Regions from separate parts of the Sus scrofa genome. Here regions 1 and 2 are each linked to region 3. A link is a contact called in public Hi-C data. All regions are on one chromosome and are shown on one strand. The core of a region is the stretch at or near the end of the contact, and the rest is flanking DNA. Distances in the headings are between cores, read along the strand shown. Region 1 holds the start of PNN (pinin, desmosome associated protein). Region 2 holds the start of FBXO33 (F-box only protein 33). Region 3 holds the start of TOGARAM1 (crescerin-1).

What was found. A called contact is a pair of places that touch in the nucleus more often than the background predicts.
Region 1: a Hi-C map of liver shows a contact between it and region 3, with 6 times the contacts expected there. The contact joins the promoter of PNN here to the promoter of TOGARAM1 in region 3. A contact is called at or near these places in 2 of 47 Hi-C or Micro-C datasets (liver and subcutaneous adipose tissue).
Region 2: a Hi-C map of liver shows a contact between it and region 3, with 6 times the contacts expected there. The contact joins the promoter of FBXO33 here to the promoter of TOGARAM1 in region 3. A contact is called at or near these places in 5 of 47 Hi-C or Micro-C datasets (blood, heart right ventricle, liver and 2 more).

Annotation. Positions count from the first base shown.
Region 1 is chr1:169,723,772-169,728,595 of Sscrofa11.1, forward strand. PNN (pinin, desmosome associated protein) reads left to right here and starts at 1,878. Exons shown (of 9, transcript NM_001244231.1): 1 at 1,878-2,067; 2 at 2,708-2,779; 3 at 4,123-4,191; 4 at 4,544-4,616; 5 at 4,733-4,824. The coding sequence starts at 1,955.
Region 2 is chr1:169,914,340-169,919,069 of Sscrofa11.1, forward strand. FBXO33 (F-box only protein 33) reads right to left here and starts at 1,517. Exons shown (of 4, transcript XM_001926592.7): 1 at 653-1,517. The coding sequence starts at 1,260. It overlaps LOC102162695 (a long non-coding RNA gene), which reads left to right and starts at 1,461. Exons shown (of 12, transcript XR_002338918.1): 1 at 1,461-1,749.
Region 3 is chr1:175,195,108-175,199,819 of Sscrofa11.1, forward strand. TOGARAM1 (crescerin-1) reads left to right here and starts at 3,065. Exons shown (of 22, transcript XR_002346627.1): 1 at 3,065-4,712. KLHL28 (kelch-like protein 28) reads right to left here and starts at 4,070. Exons shown (of 5, transcript XM_001926290.5): 1 at 2,897-4,070.

The DNA.
Region 1 (4,824 bases), core at 628-3,127, 5.5 Mb before region 3:
CATTCCACTGATGGGCCCCCATAAGTCAGACCATGTTAAACTTTCCAGGATCTTAAAAATAGATCCTATGGAAATAGGAATATATCCTACTTTTTTGGATAACTCTAAAAGCATCTTCCCATGGAAACATTGTTATACTTCGTGATTAAGATCTACTATTACCACATTCTCATGCTTCCTACACAGGATTGTAATAAGAATCAATAAGACTAAGTATGCTTATAATCAGAATCAAATAGTTATCAACACTCATCCGTCTTGGCAGCTCTAATTCTTTTTTTGTATAGCACTTAACCCATTTCTACCATTTTATGTAATTTACTTATGCTTATCGTCTGTCTCCACTCTTCCTGCCACCAAGCTCCTTGAGGGTATATATCTCTATTGTACACTGACTTATCCACAAACCTAGCACATAGCAGTCACTCCATAAATGTTCAATGACTTAATGAAAACATGAATGATATTTGCTCCATGAAAATCCTACAAACTACATGGAAGCAAGAACCACAGCTATCTTGTTCTATGCTTTTTCTTCGAAGCCTAGCTTAACACAGCTTTTAACGACTGTTGGTATGAAGTAAAATGGTAACTCGGGTTAAATACTTTTGGCCTGCTTCGTGCAAGGATGCACTGGCTGATGGATAAAGGATGAGAACACAAAGATTATTCATAACATTGCTTCCGTAGGAAAATGCTTTCTTCCTTTTTTTTTTTTTTTTTTTTTTTTTTTTTTTTTTTTTTTTTTTGCCTTTTCTAGGGCCGCTCCTGCGGCATCTGGAGGTTCCCAGGCTAGGGGTTTAATCGGAGCTGTAGCCACCGGCCTACACCAGAGCCACAGCAACGCGGGATCTGAGCCGGGTCTGCAACCTACACCACAGCTCCCGGCAATGCCAGATCCTTAACCCATTGAGCAAGGGCAGGGATCGAACCCGCAACCTCATGGTTCCTAGTCAGATTCATTAACCACTGCGCCACCACGGGAACTCCCGAAAATGCTTTCTGAGATGCAGTTTTCAAATATATTTCTGGAACAAAACCGGTTCTCAGGTCAGCAATAGGGGTAAAGCAGAACCAGAAGGTGGAGGACACAAACAATAGGGCTACTCTCCCGGACCCTGTCTTAAACCAACGAGCATTAGGCCGGGTGTAGAAGCTAATGCCTGCCTCGCCATCGCTTTTTTCTTGTAGTACATCCTTGCCCAGGGTCTGATCATAGGAAGACCCCAGGCCGGCATGACCTAGGGACAATTACAGTATCTCCAGACTCAACTTCCGTATCAGTAATAACAGAGATTTTATTTAAGCTTTTGGTTTGTGGGGGACAAGGCACATAAAGTGTTTCACGGTGTAGAGAACAAAGTAAATGTTATCTATTACGATTAATAATCTTTCCGTCTTCATTCTTTGCTTTGCGGTGCTCTTTACGGTTTAACCTCATTAAGGGAGCCGACCCGCCCACCCCCTCTCTGGGCATGCGCACCAACAGAATGGCCGCACCCTGTCCTTAGAAAATCATTTACCGGGGAAGATGGGAAAATAGACTCGCTTCCGCTCTACTCTAATGCGATTAGGTGGTAAAATGAAAAAAGGCACGTCATATACGGGTTAAAAGGGCTAGAAAGCTCCGCTCTCCTGGCCAAACGAGCACGGCCGCAAGCGCACGTCTCGGAGGACCTAGGGACTCTCAAACCCGCCCCGACTCTGCGCTAGAAGCGGAGCCCAGCCACCCGCGGCTAACTGGAGAGGGAGACAACCGCCTGGTCGACTTTTCATTGGCCCGGAGTCTCAAGGGCCGGCAGCTTCTCCCCCTTCCGGTTGCTGAATGGTTAAGGCCGAAATACAACTCCTATTGTCATTGGCTGAGGCCAGCTGTCAGTCCTCTCGCGTTTCGCGGCGCGACACAGCCAGGCGCGGCCTGTAGAGCAGTCTCGAAGCCTGCCGCAGGGAGAAGATGGCGGTCGCAGTGAGAACTTTGCAGGAGCAGCTAGAAAAGGCCAAAGAGAGCCTAAAGAACGTAGATGAGAATATTCGCAAGCTCACCGGGCGGGATCCGAATGACGTGAGGTAAAGGGCGGATAGGAAATTGCCGTCTCCGAAATGCAGTCGTGAAGCCGGGGTGAATTGGGGGCGGGGAGAGCGGTCAGCCCTGAGAAGGCTGGAACATCGAGGCCTGTTCCCGGGGCAGCAGTAGAATCCCGTCCTCCGTGAGGTGGGAGTTTCCGAGACCGCCACCCTAAGTCCTGGGGCTCAGGTGTGAGGAGCGAGAGCGGGGCCGGGGTGCGTCGGAATGGTTTCCTGTCCTGAGGGAAGGCCGGGACTGCCGATTCCCGCCCTCGGCCCTGTAGGCCCGGAACTGCAGCACAAAGCCTTTCTCCTCCTGGGGCCGCCTGACTCGGCACTGGTCCGGAGACCCTCCCGGGACGCTGTCCCCCGCTTCATGCAACTTCCTCTGGGGTGGCGAAATTCGGGCCTGACCCCAGCTTGTTAATGTGTACTGGCAGCGAGGTAAATACAATTTCGGTGGTACTGATCTTGGAAAAACAAGGAAGTTAATGCAGTACTTCCTGTCCTGTTTGAAACACGTGGATTTGAAACCGTCAGATTAGAACGTTCCTGGTTATTTTCTTTTGATGATGAACCTCATCCTTAAGGTGTTTGGTGCTGTTAGATACGATTTTTGTACTGATTTGTAAATATTTTGTAGGCCCATCCAAGCCAGATTGCTGGCCCTGTCTGGTCCTGGTGGAGGTAGAGGACGTGGTAGTTTATTGCTGAGGTAAGATTTCCTTAGGATTTAATTCACATGTTAAGACTGTTGGTACTTACTATACTAACTAAATTAAGGCATCGGTTTAAACAAATTTTGTGGTAGAGTCAACGTTAGAGATATTTCCGTAGTTTGAAGATGTGATGAGCTGTATGTAGTTTTCTGTATAGTTATCCAGGAACTTTACACTCCAAACTAGAGATTGAAGTGACTGTACCAGTTATGTGCAAACAATTTATTCCCATAGGTTTTTGTTTTTTTTTTTTTGTTTTTTGTTTTTTTTTTTTTCTTTTCAGGTCCATACCCATGGCATATGGAGGTTCCCAGGCTAGGGGTCCAATTGGAGCCACAGCTGCCAGCCTACACCACAGCCACATCAGATCCAAGCTGCACCTGCGACCCACACCACAGCTCACAGCAACGTCAGGTCCCCAACCCACTGAACGAGGCCAGGGATCGAACCCGCAACCTATTGATTCCCAGTCAGACTCGCAGCCGCAGTGCCACAACAGGAACTCCTATTCCCATAGTTGTAAAAGAAGCGCTATAAAAGCATTTGGGGATAAATGACCATTTAAGATTACTTTATTTATTTATTTATTTTTAAGCAAGCAAAGTTTTTTGGGTTTTTGTTTTTGTTTTTTTTTGGTCTTTTTGCCATTTCTTGGGCCGCTGCTGAGGCATATAGAGGTACCCAGGCTAGGGGTCTAATCAGAGCTATAGCCACTGGCCTACACCAGAGCCATAGCAACGTGGGATCCAAGCCGAGTCTGTGACCTACACCACAGCTTACTGCAACGCTGGATCCTTAACCCACTGAGCAAGGCCAGGGATCAAACCTGCAACCTCATGGTTCCTAGTCAGATTCGTTAACCACTTCACCACAATGGGAACTCCAGCAGAGTCTTTATTAAAGGAAAGTAAATAGCAGTTCCTGTCGTAGCACAGCAAAAACGAATCTGACTAGAAACCATGAGGTTGAAGGTTCCATCTCTGGCCTTGCTCAGTGGGTTAAGGAACCATGAGCTGTGGTATGGGTCGCAGATACAGCTCAGATCTGATGTTGCTGTGGCTGTGGCTTAGGCCAGCAGCTGTAGCTCCCATTCAGCCCCTAGCCTGGGAACCTCCATATGCTCTAGGTGCAGCCCAAAAAGCAAAACAAATAAAAAAAATAAAGCAAACAGCTCCCAGGGTTGTTGGGAAGGGGGAGAAGAGCCCCTAAGGTTACTTTAATTAGGAGGGTTTTTGTTTTTGTTTTTTTTAATTTGTAACTAAATTCTGTTCCCTAAATGGAAATACTCTCTCATATAAATACATTTACGTGTTTATAATGTTGGACATTTATATTGCAGGCGTGGATTCTCAGATAGTGGAGGAGGACCCCCAGCCAAACAGAGAGACCTTGAAGGGGCAGTCAGTAGGTATGTTGAATGAAAAGATTCTGAAAGCAAACTTGTATGTTTCACTTTCTGAGGTAGCATAAATATTTATTAAATATTGTTGTGTAAGGGCTCTATTAGAATTGAGTAGTATACCCTTTCCCGAGTCTGTTCCCTTGGTATCTGATGGAACTGAGACAGCCAATATCACTTAAAACTCAACTTTTCACTAACAATAACAGCAGTTTTAACAAAGGTCATGAGAAGAATAAGATTGGGAAAATACTCAATTTGTACTATTTTTCTGTCTTTTACTACAAAAACTTAACCATCTTGAGAGGTAAAAGAGATCAAAGTTTTTATTGCTCCTTCTAAATTCTCTTTCCTTTGTCAGGCTGGGCGGGGAGCGTCGGACTCGGAGAGAATCACGCCAAGAAAGCGACCCAGAGGATGACGATGTTAAGAGGGTAATTGAGATTAAAAGAACTTCATAGAGGATGAATATAGCCTTTTCACCTTACTACATTTAAAAGAGTGCCACCCATATGCTAGTGAAATGACAGAAATTTCTTTTCTCCTACAGCCAGCTTTGCAGTCTTCAGTTGTAGCTACCTCCAAAGAGCGCACTCGTAGAGACCTTATCCAGGATCAAAATATGGATGAAAAGGGAAAGCA
Region 2 (4,730 bases), core at 267-2,766, 5.3 Mb before region 3:
TTAGGTGAATAACTAGGGATAAGTTGAGTCTGGAGGTGCAAAGGGGAGGGACTTCCCAATCTTCATTATCAGGCTGTTCCCCAATCCTTTTAACAAACACTCCTACTCTTCATGCCTGGCCTAGTTAATCAAAACTATTCCCAGTAAGAAAATGGCTGTCAAAGATTTTTTGGGGGGGTACAGTCTAGTAACTATGAGAAACCAGTAGCATAGCTAGTCCTTCCCCACCACGAACTATTTTGAATGGATAGATTCAGAACTGAAAAAATCAGGTAGGATTTTGTTTCTCCCAAGACTCACTCACAGGCCTCACCCTCCAAGCTTCAGCTCTCATCTGTAAAATGAACTCCATCCCATTGCCAACGAAAGTACGAATGAGACAGGGCTTGGAAGGTGCCAGGAATGCTGTCTGATAAACACCAAATCCATCACTGTTTATAAAGTATTACGATAATCCCGTTATGCCCTCCCGCCTCAAGGAAATCGCTGGATTAAAACTGAAACCCCTAATCACTGAAAAAAGCAACGCTGAAGCGGGCCGGGAGTATCCGCACAGAATCTATTTTGAGGTGAGAGGAAGAAGGCCATCCTGCTCCCCGGGAGAGGAGGAAGCGGGAGAAGAGGATGAATGCAGGGTCCACGACGAGCCTACCTGTTGTTCCGGATGCTGACCAGCACGCACAGCACCAGCTCTAAGTAGGTGCGCAACACTTCTAGCCAACGGGATGAGAGCTGCAGGGCTTCGACTTCTTCCCCGCCAGTCCCGGTGTCGGCGCTGCCTCCATCGCCCGGGCCGCCGCCGCCGCTCAGGTAATTCTCCGCGGCGAACTCAACGCGCAGCTCTCGCACGAACCAGCCGCACTTGCGCATGAGGAATTCGAGCCGTGGCTGCTCCGCAGGCGAGACGCGGAGGCAGATGCGGAGCTGGGGCCAGAGAGCAGGATAGAAGAGGCACTCGCGCCAGTGCGAGCAGGAGGCCGAGGCCCGTAGCCGGTCGGAGGCGGACAGGAAGGAGAAGATGTGCACGATCAGCTCGCTGGGCAGCGACGCAGCGCCTGCCGCCTGCCCGCACAGAGCCATCCGGCCCCGCCGCCGGCTGCCGGTCCCCGGCCGCCTCCGCAATCCCCGGAGCAGCCCCCGCAGCCGTCGCAGCTGCTGCAGCCGCAGCCGCCGCCGCCGCCACCGCGCCACCCGGGCGGCCCCTGCTCGGGTTCCGGCTCCCGGTGGTCGGGGCTGCGGCACTGACAAGAACAACAACATCAATGACAAGGAAGAAGGGGGCGGAACCGTCGTAGGTCTCGGCGGAACCAAGTACAGCACAAGTTGCGGAGAGGGGGAAAGGCCTCTGCGGGGTTGGCCTCCAGACAGCCAGCCTGTGGCCTCTCAAACTTTACTCACGCGCGTCCGAGGCCTACACACTCAGGAACTTCAAAATCCTTGCTTTTACTGGTTAGGGGCCCGGAAGCGGCAGGACTAATTGTAAGGAAACGGCAGCCCTCCCCGCGCCTGGAGGCGGAGGCAGAGCAGTGGTAGGACCTGAGTTTGACGTCACCAGTGGTGGGAGGAGCCCGGCGTGATCCGGAGCTACTTCCGGAAGAAGGGAGCGCCCGGTTGCCGGTAGGAAAGGGAGACGCGGCACGTGACTCCTGACGCACGCAGGCTGTCGGGACGGGGGTGGGGAAGCGCTGGTGGTGCCGGTGTTGGGCGCCCCCTCCCGTCTCACAGAGACCGCCGAGTCCCGTCTTGTTTGTAAGTCGGTTAACTGGGGCGCTCAGGCAGTGTAAGTGGCGGAACTCGCGTTAGCGTAAGCGGGCGGTGACGCTTCTCATTATACGTTTTCCTGTTGCTGGGCTGAGGACTCAGAGCCAAAGTGCCGGCTTGGGTCTTTTTCAGCCTAACCTCCCCTCCCCCCTCCCCCGCAGAGAATTGTTGGGAGTTTCTGAGAAAAAGCCGCTAAGGCAGCAGGACCGGCGCCCTCGCGGGCTAACCCGAGGGGCTGGGTGAGGAGAGGAGAAGCGCGGGGAGGGGAGGCTGGACACAGGCCGCAAGCGGACCTTCCCTCGTGGTCAGACCTCGGAGTGGACAGTAGCGCACACCTGGGTGCGAGGGGAAGGAGTGAGGACAGCGCCACCCTTTGGATTTTGAGGGAGAAGAGAAAAAAAAAGGGCAAATGGGTTAGATCTGTTGGTTGATAATTAGTCTCTTATCCAGAGATTGAGGGAGACTGAGTTCCAGGTTTGGGGGCTCTAATTGTAAAGAAGTTTGTTGTTATGGTAAAGGTTTTCTTTAGCTCGGCGCCCGGTTTTTGAGGGAGGGATTTTTCGAAAGAGTGTCCTAACTTTATCACAACTCGGGAAGTAGTTAGTTAACTGACTGTAAGGAGCAGTGAAGTCAGAAAGAAATAAGCGATTTTATGTAATAATTGAGGATCGCTTTAATGAGGCTGCCGCTTCAAAGCCTTAACTAGGGTCTTGGAACAGCCGTGTTTATTTGTGGCTAACTCTCAGAAGCTGTTCTCCTGGATATTTTTAGCCCTCTGAGGGCAAAACTCTCCATTCATAATGCTTCCATGCCTTTTGATGCCTAGCACAGGCCCGTTACCAATAATATTGTGTTGGTACCTCAGTTATCTTCATTTCGGTACCTGTGGGGGGGGGGAAGCTATCATTCATGGTAGGTCACTTCTCTGAACCTCTTGTCTGTAAGAGATTTTTCTATGCAGTTATTATTATATCTTATGAATGGATTAATGAGCATTAATGGAAACAGCAGTGAATTAGGAAGTTGAGGCTTGGATTTAAATTTTTTATTTTTTAAAAGCATTCATTTTTTGGGGGGGGGGCTTGTCTTTTTAGGCCCGCACCCGCGGCATATGGAGGTTCCCAGGCTAGGGGTCCAGTTGGAGCTGTAGCTGCCGGCCTACACCACAGCTCACGGCAGCCCTGGATCCTTAACCCACTGAGCGAGGCCAGGGATGGAACCGGCAACCTCATGGTTCCTAGTGGGATTCGTTTCTGCTGCACCTCCATGGGATCTCCATCATTGAAATATTTTGAGTGACCCATGGACATCTAGATTTCCCACTTAATAGTAATTAAGTGTGCATCTCTTTAAAAGCGTATTATTACATAACAAAACTATCACACTTGAAAAACTTCTGTTGTCTAATAACCCATCTTCAAGTTTATCTAGTTATTTTCCAAATGTTTGTTATAGATGTTTTATCCAAACCAAGATCCGGTTGCATAGGCCGGCAGCTACAGCTCCGATTTGACCCCTAGGCTGGAACTTATATATGCCATGGATGCTGCTCTAAAAAGACAACCCCCCCCCCAAAAAAAAGGAAGTTCCCCTTCGAGGCTCAGCAGTAAGGATCCCAACTAATATCCAAATCAGGATCCAAGTAAGGGCCACACTTGTTTTAGTTTGTATTTAAAGCTTCTTTTAATCTAGAATAGTCACCCTCTTCCCAGCACTCATTTTTGGGGTCTCTCTGATTAGTTAATTACAGGAGGCTTATTGTGCTGTAGAATATCTCCCATCTGTAATTGTTTGGCTACTTTCTCTTGGTGTTTAGCTTACTACTCTAGTCCCTGAATTTCTAATAAACCTACATATTAATGTTAAAGGCTTGATTAGGTTGGTGACATCTTGATCTCCCTCCTTATAAAGTTTTGTGTTTTGTTTTTCTCTAAGTAATCTGTGAGATGTTATTTTCTACAAATGTCCAACTCCTCCATCAATGATTCACTTAATAGCCTTAACAATAATTGATAATTCTTGCCTGAATCATAATTTTATTATGAGTTGCAAAATAATAATTTCTAAGTCTTTTGTTCCATTTATATTTATTAATTTTCATTCTTCTGGATAGGAGAAGCTTTCTTTAACAAACTGGCAACATTTAGTTACCCTGAAATACAGCTCCTATTCTCCTATTGAAAAGACAGGAAAAAATGCCTAGTTCTTTTTCTTTTATTACCCATTTTGAAAGTAAGTTCTTTGGCCTCAAAGAGTGATGAATGAGTTTTTCTAGTTTTTATTTTTTCTGAATATCAAATTCTCATGGATTTTTAAAATGTTTTAATTTTCCTTTTTGATCCTTAAATTTTGATACTTCTAGAACACCTCACAAAGAAGTGTATGTGATTAATATTACAATTTTAAAAAATTCCTTGAGCATTTTTAGTAGAGGTAATACTGTACTGAGTGGGAGGGTAAGCTGGATTTTGATCTTTTTTTCTTTTTTGCTTTTGTAGTAATATAGCTGGGTGACATTTAAACACGTTGCTTAACCCTTTGGGGCCTCACTTATCTTCGTCTGTCAAGTAGAGAGTTTTTGCAAGGTTCCCTGCAGCTGATGTTCTCTGACTTTTTAAAAATCTGTTTTATGGAGATACATTTTTCATATGTAATTCGTTTCAAGTATACACATCAACAGTTTAGTAGTTTTATCAAATTTTACAACCATCACTGTAAATAAGTTTTATTTTTTTTATTTTTATCTTTTTGTCTTTTTGCCATTTCTTGGGCCACTCCCGTGGCATACGGAGGTTCCCAGGCTAGGGGTCGAATCGGAGCTGTAGCCACTGGCCTACGCCAGGGCCACAGCAATGTGGGATCCGAGCTGCCTCTGCAACCTACACCACAGCTCACGGCAACGCCGGATCATTAACCCACTGAGCAAGGCCAGGGATCGAACCCACAACCTCATGGTTCCTAGTGGGATT
Region 3 (4,712 bases), core at 1,815-4,314:
CCACTGCGCCACGATGGGAACGCCCAGGATGTGTCTTAAGTAACTGTATTTACCTTAACTTCAGCTCAAAAATTAAGGTTTATATCACAAACATTCCTGTAAATTTAACTAAGCTTTCTTGAAATCATCTTGAAATGATTACTTTAACTTGTTTCATCTGAATTTGCTATTTTCAATGTATCCTTAATCACTCCCTTTCAACTTTCCGAGGTGTACTATTAACACACCTAACAGTATAATTTGATTTTTCTTATCTCTATATATGGTTAGATGTAAAAGACTTTTCTAGTCAATATAAAATTCCTAGAATTCCTTAGGTTCATACAATTCAAGAATAATATTTTTTGGAGTTCCCGTCGTGGCTCAGTGGTTAACGAATCCGACTAGGAATCATGAGGTTGGGGGTTCGATCCCTGGCCTTGCTCAGTGGGTTAAGGATCTGGTGTTGCCCTGAGTTGTGGTATAGGTTGCAGACATGGCTCAGATCCCAAGTTGCTGTGGCCATGGCTGGCGTAGGCCAGCAGTTACAGCTCCAATTAGACTCCTAGCCTGGGAACCTCCATATGCCTTGGGAGCGGCCCCAGAAAAGGCAAAAAGACAAAAAAAAGAATAGGATTTTTTTAAAATCTGCACTGTGCATGGAGGTCCCATCACGCCTCAGTGAAAACGAATCCGATTAGTATCCATGAGGATGCGGGTTCAATCCCTGGCCTCACTCAGTGGGTTAAGGATCCAGCATTGCCCATTGCTGTGAGCTGTGGTGTAGGTCGCAGATGCAGCTCAGATCCCACGATGCTGTGGCTATGACGTAGGCCAGCAGCTACAGCCCCAATTTGACCCCTAGCCTGGAAACCTCCAAATGTCGCAGGTGAGGCCCTAAAAAGACAAAAAAAACAACAAGTCTGCATAATAATAAAAGTCTGCATCATCTTAATAGAACATACATTAAATGGATGGGATTTATTTTCCACAAAATAACTCTAAAAGACAATTAGTAAGATATGAGATGCTATCAGATCCCACTTCCTAAATATCCACCAGGAAGACTAATGCGTCTTCCAAATCTTCATCAAGGAAATGAAAGGTAACAAATATAAAAATAAATTGCAATCTATAACATAGTGATCTACAGGGCCCCAAGAAAAAGTGTCAAAATTAAGACTCATCTTGTTTTGTTCCAAGGAAAAGTATATAACTAGTTGATTTAAGTATCCAAGCCCCTTGAAAAGTATTATTTACAGAGAGAAGTGGTAATTCTTAAGCTTCTACCATAATTTTGATGATGAAACATTATTCAGGGCTTTCCAAGTTCCTTTTCCTTGTTCTTTGATTACCACACAACTTCCCAAGTTCATGGATACAGGAAAGAGTGCACTGGGTTTTCAACCTGAAAATTCTGATCACTGGAAAGAGTTATCTTCTATTCCAACATAAACTGACATTCTAATGTGTACATTCTGATGTGCACATCATTCTTTTACTTTAGTTTGAATTGAGTTCCTGAAGTCTGAGCATACATGAGTAAAAATATAAATTTGAACTTCTTACATTGGAAATATGATAACTAGACATTCCTTCTCATTGACAACTGCTAAAATCATCTCTCGGGTTTCATTCCCCAGCCCCTGCCCTGCCCTTTACAAAAAAAAACAAGAAAAAATTTGGTTTTATTTTTTGGTCTAATGAAATATCTAGTCAAACCAAATTTAGGCAATTTATTTAAATATCAAAATGACTAATTAAAATTAAAGTAACAACCAAGAATTTAAACCAAAACATATGGACGCATGTTTGCATAAGTCTCATTTACATTTACTCACAAAAGAAAAAAAACCAAAACATAATAATCAAATTGGCTTTAAAACAACACTCAGAAATTATTTTTGAACTTTCATTATCCAGCAACATAATATATAAAGTAGTTTGGCACGCTAAGAATAAAGTATTTAAGAGACATCCCGTGTGTTACAGAACAGGGTAGGAACACTTGCATTTTAAAAGCATAAATTTAAGATTTTAAATAACAGACTTCTTTCATTGGGTCATTCAAAAGCAACTGTATTATTCCCTAAAACAAAAACCAAAAATTCTACCACACTACAAAGAATTCAGCCTCAAATCAGGCACTCTAGCTCCTCAACGGTGTCCGCTTAAGTTTTATTTAAAAGGAAAAAATGCTCACCAAATTCACTGTTTGCCTAAAACAAAGAAATGTCTATTACCAGCTCTAAATCTACAGGGCAGAATTCTCTTAGGACCATGATGCCAAGAACTTCAACCGCAACTGAAACTGTCTTTGCAATCTCCGTTTCCAGGAGACTGAAAGGCTGCAGAGACGCGGGAGGATCCCGCAGGGAGGTTGAAGCGCCGGAGGGAGCGGGAGGGGGAAGGGGTGAGCCCCACAGAGGAACTGCATTAGACTTTGAGAACGTATAAAGGAGACAAGGTTAGCTACAGAAAAAAAATAGATTTATCTTCAGCTCTAAGTAGGTTATGAAATAGAGAACTTATAGTTATGAGCATAAGGAAAAATGACAAAAAACAAACCCAAAACATTAACCCTTCAAGACCAGAGCGTAAGCGAAGTAGGAATCAGGGCGGGGGGGGGGGGCCGCAGGGAAAGTAAGGGCCCAAAACACCAGGTTTTGAAAAAAAAGTACGTAAGCTCGGAACTTGGCCCGGATTTAGATCTCCTGTCCCGGTAAGTAGACGGCAGGAGGAAAGGATCGCACATACGGCTGTAGACTGCAACACGTCTACAACGGTAACTAGCCCTGCACAGGAAGATGTCGTCTCTCCCCCTGCTTGCTACCGTTCATTTCCTTATATCTTACTCCACCACCAGCAGCACTCAAGCAAAACTTTGCACCGCAGAAGCACAGCAAAAAGAAAATACCTGAGTCCCAAGAATCACTCCCGCAGCAACAGGAGGAGGAGCCGTGGACGACTGGAGCCCGGGCAAGATCCTCACTTGCCTCTAGTCAAATCTCAATTCCTACGGGTGGGGCGGGGAACTTCCGCCCGGAGCGAGGAGAGCGTCACTTCCGCTTACTGCCGTCTCCTTTCCTCGCCTTCCCTGCTACAGAGACGTTCACTACGTTCACTCGTTCACTACGTTCGCTACGTTCGCAACACTCTCACTTCCTTTTCCAGAAGACGTCAGCCTAATCCGAATTTCTGACGTAGACTACATAACCCAGCATTCATCACTGCAGGTTAATTTCCGGGTTAAGACGTCCGCTCTGGGTACATCACCATGGAAGCGATCGGTTTGGTCACGTGGTGCCCCTGGTTACGCCCGGTGGCAGCTGTGGGGTCTGGCGCTCCGGCGGGGGCCATTTTGCTGAAGGCAGCCTCAGAGTCAAGCTTGGCAGCTGGTCAAGCTGTTCCTTTTCCTCTTCTGCAGCTTGAGGCTTGGAGAGGAACAAGAAGGCTGGGCTCCATCGAGCCCTTCGGAGACGATGGTTTCCTCCAGCCTCCACTTGACGACCCTCCATGGCGGCTGCGCCCTCCGCGCTGCACCCTCTGCCTCCCCTTCCAGCCCTCGGTGCCTCTCGCCTTCAGAGCCGCAGTCGTCCTTCCGCCTCAGAGACTGATGATAGTCTACGTGGGGGCGCCATGAGAGGCGAGAAAAACTACTGCCGAGGAGCTGCCGGAGACCACGGCTCCTGCTCCCCGACACCTTCGCCTCTGGCCTCGGCCCTCTTGATGCCGGCGGAGGCAGTCTCAAGTAGTTGGTCTGGGTCTGGAGGTGGTTTGTCAGGGGGAGACGAAGAGGAGACTCGGCTTCTTCAACTCCTCCGAACCGCGCCGGACCCTTCCGAGGCTTTCCAGGCTTTGCAGGCTGCTTTGCCGCGGCGAGGCTGTCGACTTGGCTTCCCCCGACGGAAGGAAGCATTGTATCGGGCCCTGGGCCGAGTGCTGGTGGAAGGAGGTAGTGATGAGAAGCGACTCTGCTTGCAATTCCTCTTGGACATTCTTCGGGGTCAGGGGGAGGCAGGCCAGCTGGAAGAGGCCTTTAGCTTAGCACTTCTGCCTCAACTGGTTGTTTCCTTACGAGAAGAGAATCCGGCCTTGCGGAAAGATGCGCTCCAGATCCTACACATATGTCTGAAACGTAGTTCCGGACAGGTGCTGAGAACGCTGATACAGCAAGGACTGGAAAGTACCGACTCCCGGCTTAGAGCTTCCACAGCTCTGCTATTCCCTATCTTGCTTACACCTGAGGATTTGTTGCTCGGCCTAGATCTTACGGAGGTGATAATATCCTTAGCACGAAAGCTTGGCAGTCAGGAAATAGAAGAAGAATCTGAGACAGCTTTCTCTGCTCTTCAACAAATTGGGGAGCGTCTTGGCCAAGAGAGGTTTCAATCCTATATCTCTCGCCTGCCTTCTGCCCTGAGGAGACACTACAATCGCCGCCTGGAGACACATTTCGGAAGTCAGGTTCCTTATTATCTGGAACTTGAAGCTTCTGGATTGCCTGAAGATCCCCTTCCCTGTGCAGTGACTATTTCCAACAGTAACCTTAAATTTGGGATTATTCCTCAGGAGCTGCATTCAAGATTGTTAGATCAGGAAGACTATAAGAACCGGACTCAGGCCGTCGAGGAACTAAAACAGGTGATGGGACGCTTTAACCCTAGTTCCACCCCTTATTCTAGTCTTGTCGGTTTCGTTAGTTTGCTATATAATTTGTTAGACGATTCTAA